Linked DNA regions of Mus musculus: region 1 is linked to region 2. The links are chromatin contacts, called in public Hi-C maps. All regions are on one chromosome and are shown on one strand. The core of a region is the stretch at or near the end of the contact, and the rest is flanking DNA. Distances in the headings are between cores, read along the strand shown.

Region 1 (3,680 bases), core at 383-2,882, 270 kb before region 2:
AGTATGACTGACTGTATTTATAGGAAATGTCTGAGAAAGGCAAGTCTCTACACACAGAATGTAGATTAGTAGTTGCCAGGGGTGTGTCTATAAGCTAGCAAGGGTTCATTGAGATGGTGAAAATGTATACAGTTCAGTCAGTTTCCTAATCATTGCACTGTACATGCCAAAGAAGTCAAGTTTTTTTTTAATTAGGTATTTTCCTCGTTAGAAGTCAAGTTTATAGTGTGTATAGTATATTTTAAAGGTGTTTAAAATCTTTTTTATCATCGGTAAGTGAAGGAATGAAGTCATTACTGGAAATAAGACTTTTATCTTTTGTTAAATCAATAGGGATGTTTCTATACTCTGTATTTTGTGGCTCTTATCCTATATTATATATTAAATACTGTTCCTAGGCATATGTTTTAATATACTTATTGGTCTTTTGAATATATATTTCTGGATTCTTATAATCCTAGCTTTGAGACATTTGGGATAGGTTTGGTACGTAGTCTAATGTGTCTCTGTATAGCTTTGGGTCAGAAGAAGTCAGTATGAAGAGCTTCCCTTGTGACACAAGCAGCTGAGATTGGGTTTGGGGTTCCTAGAAAGGACATATACTAGGGCCCAAGTCCCTTCACACATAAGGACATCTGTAACACTTGACAGGAAACCCGATGAGAGCTTTTGTTCCACTCTGATTTCAGATGCGGTTGGGCTGGGATGTTTTAAAGGTAATCAGAATTTTAGGACTAATAGTTTCTTACTAAATGTCCCCAGAATCAAAAGCCCTAGGCCCCCAGTAGTGTCTGATCTCCTAGCTGTGAGGGTCTTCTTCTTGGTGGGCTGTGAGCATTTCGGTTGATGTGGTTAGAGGCAGCCCAAGGTAAGGATGGCAGTGAAGGGATATGATAGGACTTGGGAAAAAAAACACTGAGGGGCTGACTGGAAAGATAAGGAGATGAGGAAAGGGCTTGTGGAAAGCAGTTCCCAGCTGGGGAAAGAGGCAGAGAGAGAGAGAGAGGAGGGGAAGAAAGGGAGGAGATGGAGAGGGCCTCCTAAGTCCAGCTAGAGAGCAGTTCTAGACCAAGGAGCCTCCTAACCCCGAGGCTGAGCAGCTAATCAGACAACAGCTGTCCCCTTAGTTTAGGCTTGCTTCGGTGTTTGTTACTAATGCTCCTTCCACCATCAAAGGCTTCCAAGCCTCCAAAGAAAACACTGAGGAGGAAAATGTCTCAACTGAAATGCCATCCAATGAGAGACAGTTCACAGTGAAACTTTATAGAAACTTTCTTTAATTAGTGAAACATTTCATTGTATTATGGGTAGAAATAAAACCAGGTCAAGAAGCACAACAACGAACCAACTCTGTAAGCCACATGAAGAGCATTCTGGTCAGTCTTTTTAAAGCCAGGCAGGCACAAGCAATTTACACCAGTAACAATGCTCAGAGGGCCTTTTGAAGAATTCACACCGCAAACAACAAGTTAAAAGTTATCCCCCTTAAGCAAAAACCCCAATAGGGGTTAGTTGTGTAGTGCTTGTCCCATTTGACCGTTAGTGATCTTTGTAAAGCACAAGGAAGTGAAATCTACTGGGCAGAGCCTAGAGCCTATGTGGAAATGCCTATCCCCTGCCCATCCCCCACCCTGTGCACTCCCAGTGCCCTGCCACTCTGTGTCATGAGAAGGATGATGGCCACAGCCTTTGGGGCCCGTCCAGGAGAATGCCCTCAGAAGAACGAACACAGGGAACAGCTTGCTATTTTCAGCCCCGCACTGAATGGGTAGATTTGTTGTTAATCAACCTACAATTCTGACTGTGCCTTGTGGGTTTGCCATGGACCTTTTAGAAAGAAAACACCAAATGAACCACTGCTATTCACAACCATGGCACTAATAAAGGATCAATCTGTTTTTGGTCTCCTTTTCTATGTGCGATCATGTCTATCTACTATGTACATCACTAAATGCTATAGTTTCTGTGTTTAAAAATCTCCTTAGAGATGATTATATCCTGAAAATAGGAATGAACCAATTAGTATGCACTAGCTTATCAATTTATTAGTGTGGATAAGTAGTTGCATAAACACAGACAGGTGTAGTGCGTGCCTGTAATAGCAGCACTTGGGAGGCTGAGACCGGCTCACTATAAATTCAAGGTCAACCTATGCTACATAGTGAGTTTCAAGATAGCCTGAGCTACAGAGTGAGACCCTGTCATGAAGCATGAAGACTAAGATGTGCCAACTACCGAGTTAAATATTGACAAAGTCTAAAAATATTTGTCATTACTAAAGGTCAGATATTTTCAGTTTAGTTTCACATATTGGTGATTTGGGGTGTCTAATTTTTTTACTTTGATTAGTAGGAAAGGTGAAAATTTAAAGAGCTGTCTCTCTAGAAGGGAAACATCAGCCAAGCATGGTGGCTTATGGATCCCAGCACTCATGACACAAGGCAGGCGATCTCTGAGTTCAAGGCCAGCCTAGTTTACATAGTGACTTCCAGAACAGCCAAGACTACACCAACCCGGTCTCAAAAACTACCAAAATTTTTTTAAAAAAGGGAAACATTGTGTATTGCTTTGTGTCAATAGAGGAAAATTTGGGCCTGTATATTAAAGCAATGTTTTACTTCTAATATGTATGTGACATCTCAGTTTTTAAAAAAATTTAAATATACTGAAATTCAGTTTTCAGGGAATTCTATAAACAGCTAGCCAGATAATGTATAGGGTTCATTGAAAAAAAAAAAATCAATGGTGTAAGCCTTTAATCCCAGCACTTAGGAGGCAGAGGCTGTCAGATCTCTGTGAATTCGAGGCCAGTCTGGTCTATAGAGCGAGTTCCATGACAGCCAGGGCTACACAGAGAAACCCTGTCTTAAAAACTAAGCCACCAAAAGATAAAAAATAAAAAAATAAAAACTAAAACAAACAAACAACCCCAAAATAGTGGACTCTGAGAATCATGGACTCTGCCCTCCAGGATAGCTGAGGTCTGACGGCTGTGACACTAATGTCCTTAGTCCTACACGGAAGCCATTGCCTTCCAAAGAGAAGCAGCCTGGCTGCTCGACTCCTTATCTGAAGTGCCTCTGACTAGCAGTCTAACATTTCTCGCTCTGTCAGAAAAGTGATTGTCACAGGAAGCAGAGAGCACTTAGTGACAGGGAGCCACGAAGCACCGGCTGGGTCCAGAAGAAATGCCTCTCTAACCTGTGCACACTTCCTGGATCTATCTGTAATGTAAGCTACGGGCAGATGGACTTCCATCATTCGTCATTTTACAAATAACCCCTCAATATTTGCAGACACTGTCATTCCGTGTCACTGTCCTATGTGGCAGAGAAGCCTGAAGGGAGGGGGTTAGAAGTCATTGATTCTGTCCTCTCAGCAGCATATTCTACACCCAGACATCTCTGACTAAAATTGACAGTTAGCCTCTAGATGCCATAACTAACATTGAACTCTATTCTAAATGAAATATCTGCCTTACCCTCACCAACATTCCCAGTGCAACCTCTTGCTTCACAAAAGCACAACTAAAAATCCTCAGGAGCTCAATGCTGTCTACTTACAGACACCACCCCACCCCACCCCATCCCTTCCCCTACTTGATTCCTAACACACTATAAACCAATCAAAAGACTTGAGTTATTTTCCTGAAGATTAGAGCGAGACACAAAATGTAATGT
Region 2 (3,648 bases), core at 876-3,375:
AGAGTTCACCAACCTGTCTAGACTGACTGGCCAGCTAGCTCCAGTGATTCTCCTGTTTCTGCCTTCCCAACGCTAGGATTACAAGCCCACACAACCCTGACTAGATGTCTACTTGGATGATGGGAATCCAAACTCACTTCCTCATGTTTTCATGAGAAACATTTTATTGACCTAGTCACCTTATCCCCCCCCCCAAAATTATTGTTCATAGACACTTAGCCATGTGCATTCTGTTTTGTCATATTAAAAAAAATGTTGATTTAGTATATAGCCAGGGATGAGGGGGCAGGAGGGAAGGGCACAGGCCACAAGGACACACCTTTTCCTCTTCTCTTAGGTGGCAAAAAAGCAAAACAAACAAAATGCTTTTGCTTCGTTTTCTGTTTGGAAGCAGGATCTCACTCACTATTGTAGCCCTGGAACTCACTATGAAAAGCAGACTGGCCTCAAACTCACAGCAATCTACCTACCTCTGGCTCCCAAGGGTTTCGAGTAAAGGTGATAACTACTATGCCCAGCTTCCAAAAATACTTTTTGTTTTTGTTTTTGGAGACAAAGTATGCCTATACAGCCTAGCTGGCCTGGAACTCACTGTGAAGAGCAAGCTGGCCTGAAACTCACAGAAAGATACCTGCCTGTTGCCTCCGAAGGACTGGGGTTAAAGGCGTGCACCACCACATTCAGCCACTAAGCACTTAAGAAAGCCATTCCATTATGTGTTGCCAGGGCATTGAAACTGACAGGTTATTATTATTATTATTATTATTATTATTATTATTATTATTATATATTTTCTTCATTTACATTTCAAATGCTATCCCGAAAGTCTGCTATACTCTTCCTCCACCCTGTTCCCCAATCCACCCACTCCCACCTCCTGGCTCTGGCATTCCCCTGTACTGGGGCATATAATATTCTCAAGACCAAGGGCCTCTCCTCTGACTAGGCCATCTTTGAAACTGACAGATTTTATGCAGATCCCAGATCACCTTGATCCAAGTCTCTATTTTCTCTTTTAGATATTAGTTTTGGAAAGATACTAGAGAGAAGTCATTACAATTATCTACTGAAGGGCCTGAGAGATGACTCAGCAGTTAAGAGCACTGACTGCACTTCCAGAGGTCCTGAGCTCCATTCCCAGCAACCACATGGTGACTCAGAATCATCTACTAAAGTTTCCAAAATACTAAACTTTATTTTAAAGAAAAGGATAACGATGATGGAAGAGACAGCCCGATGCTTTCCTGTGTATTAGGTACCATTGTTAGTAAATATGGATTTTTAGACAAAAGTCAAACATTATTAGTAAATACAGACTTTTAAACAGAAGTCAGACAAGTTGTTTGCTGCTAGGTGAGAGCCCTGTTGGGGTTCAGTATTGCGATGTCCTTCTCAAAGGATGAGGAGGCTCCTTAGCAAAAGACTCGTCCCCATCGCCCTACAAAGCAGGCCCAGTTCCTCTCTCCGAGCCGTGCTGTTTGGTTCTTTGCCCTTGAGTCCTCCCACCTTCCCTGAAATCTTTGGCGTCTGCTGGCACGAAGGCCCAGCCTGCATTGTGCAGCTTTTGAATTGCAGCGAAAGTGCTGCTCTGAACGGCTGAATGGCTGGTGATTGAGAAGGAATTGATTGCTGGACTTCAAAACCAAGACTCGGGAGGTACAGTGCACGTTAGATCTCCTAAACCCCAACTTTCATTACTAAGTTTTCTTTTTGATGGGTTTATTCAGTTGGCTTTGGTTTGTAGTTTTTCTTTTTTTGAGACAGGGGTTCACACAAGCTGCTTCAGCCTGTCCTGGACCTCAGCAGGTCGCCCAGACTACTCTTGAACTCATAGCAATCCTCCTGTCTCAGCTCCTTGAGTGCTGAGATTCCAGCTGAGAGCATCACACTTTCCTCTCCACTAGATTCTTTTTTAAGTTTTCAAAGTTAGTTTGAATGAAGTAGCAACTTCACCAAAGGTCTCCTGAGGCTGTGTGCATTGCATATGAAGTTTGTGATGGAATTCCTGTGAAAGAGAAAGAGGAGAGCAGGAAAACATGCCTGAGGCTGGAGATGTGGGTTCAGAGGTTAACAGCACTGGCTGCTCTTCCACAGGGCTGAAGTTTTGTTTGCCTGTCTGGGGCAGCGCCCCATGAACTGTAGCTCTTGCTCAAGGGGCTCTGATGCCCTCCTCAGGCTTCTGTAGGCACCTGTACACACATGCATTGGCATACCCTGATGCATTGGGACACATACACACACATGCGAGGAGAGAGAGAGAGAGAGAGAGAGAGAGAGAGAGAGAGAGAGAGAGAGAGAGAGAGGAAGAAGGAGAAGGAGAAGAAGAAGAAGAAGAAGAAGAAGAAGAAGAAGAAGAAGAAGAAGAAGAAGAAGAAGAAGAGAAGGAGGAGGAGGAGGAGGGAGGGGAGGGGGAACGGGAGGAGGAGAAGAGAAGAAAAAGGGAAGGGAAGGGGGGAAGGGAAGGGAAGGGGAAAGGGAGAAGGGAAGGGAAGGGAGAAGGGAAAAGGGAAGGGGGAAGGGAAGGGAAGAGAAAATGGGGAAGAAGGGGGAAGGGGAGAAGAAGTGGGAAGGGGGAAATGGGAAGGGAAAGGGGAAAGAAGGGGAAAGGGAAAGGGAAAGGGAAAGGGAAAGGGAAAGCAGGTATTAGTAGAAACTGTAGTCCTGATTCTGGATATATAATTGCCTTTTGGGGGAAATGGGGAAACAGCATAATCTTTCAAAGCTTTTGTGTTTGTCAATGGAAGTGACTGAATCGTGTGAAAGATCCTATGCACACAAACTTAAAAGATTCCTAAAGAAGATAGAGACTCCCACATCCTGTGTGGCACTGGCTTGGGCAGGTCTTCCCTACAGTTCTCCTTGAGAGAATGCAGCTCCACATAGAACATGGGGGGTAAACCCTTTGCAGGCACAATGGTGCTTTGCTGAGATTCTTGTAGAAGACAGGGTACTCAGTTCAGTTAGTGTTCCAGACTAAAAGTGTTTTATTTTTAAGTTTTATATTTGTATATATTAATTATGCATAATGGGTTGTGACATTTTCATGCATGTATATAATGTAATTTGCTCATATTTACCCCCATTACTTCTCTTGTGTCCCCCGATTCCTACTGATTCCCTTTTGCCAACTAGTCCCCCTTCTGTGTTCATTTCTCTTCCTTCCTTCCTTCCTTCCTTCCTTCCTTCCTTCCTTCCTTCCTTCCTTCCTTCCGTGTGTGTGTGTGTGACCCAGTGATTTTTTTCATTAGGATTGCTTACAGGAGTACTGATGAGGGGTTATTGACAGGATCATGGGCACCTTACTAGTGGCTACACCACAAAACAACCATCTCCCCATCACTCAGCAACCATTAATTGCCCCACGAGCACCTCCTCCATCTGTAATAGATTATTGATAGTCTAGTCTTAATGCAGATCTGGTGTGTGTAATCGTAGCTACTGTGAATTCAAGATTGCAGTGGCCACATCATGCCCAGAAGACAGCATCCAATGAGATTCCACCCTTTCTTCTGGCTTTAGAATGCTTTCCACCTTCCTTCTTCAGCATTGTTCCCTGAGCCTTGGAGGGATACAGCTGGATCTCATGGAGGCATTTCCTCCACTGAGGCTCTTCTTCTCTAATGACAAAGAATCAGCCAGTTCCACTCT

The links. A called contact is a pair of places that touch in the nucleus more often than the background predicts.
Region 1: a Hi-C map of liver shows a contact between it and region 2, with 1.7 times the contacts expected there. The contact joins two enhancer-like sites. A contact is called at or near these places in 18 of 484 Hi-C or Micro-C datasets (the C2C12 cell line, the G1E-ER4 cell line, the HL-1 cell line and 11 more) and 1 of 115 datasets of contacts at active chromatin or transcription factors (embryonic stem cells).

Annotation. Positions count from the first base shown.
Region 1 is chr5:92,440,054-92,443,733 of GRCm38.p6, forward strand. Scarb2 (scavenger receptor class B, member 2) reads right to left here. Exons shown (of 12, transcript NM_007644.4): 12 at 1,258-3,680. Among named protein-coding and RNA genes, the nearest start is that of Nup54, 6.7 kb to the left of the region's middle. Within about 2 kb of position 1,633, at least 38 of the 459 cell types and tissues checked have an H3K27ac peak or open chromatin away from gene starts, as enhancers often do. A contact at or near this core is called in liver, where this site is marked.
Region 2 is chr5:92,713,971-92,717,618 of GRCm38.p6, forward strand. All of the region lies in intron 1 of Shroom3 (shroom family member 3), which reads left to right. Among named protein-coding and RNA genes, the nearest start is that of Shroom3, 32 kb to the left of the region's middle. Within about 2 kb of position 2,126, at least 17 of the 459 cell types and tissues checked have an H3K27ac peak or open chromatin away from gene starts, as enhancers often do. A contact at or near this core is called in liver, where this site is marked.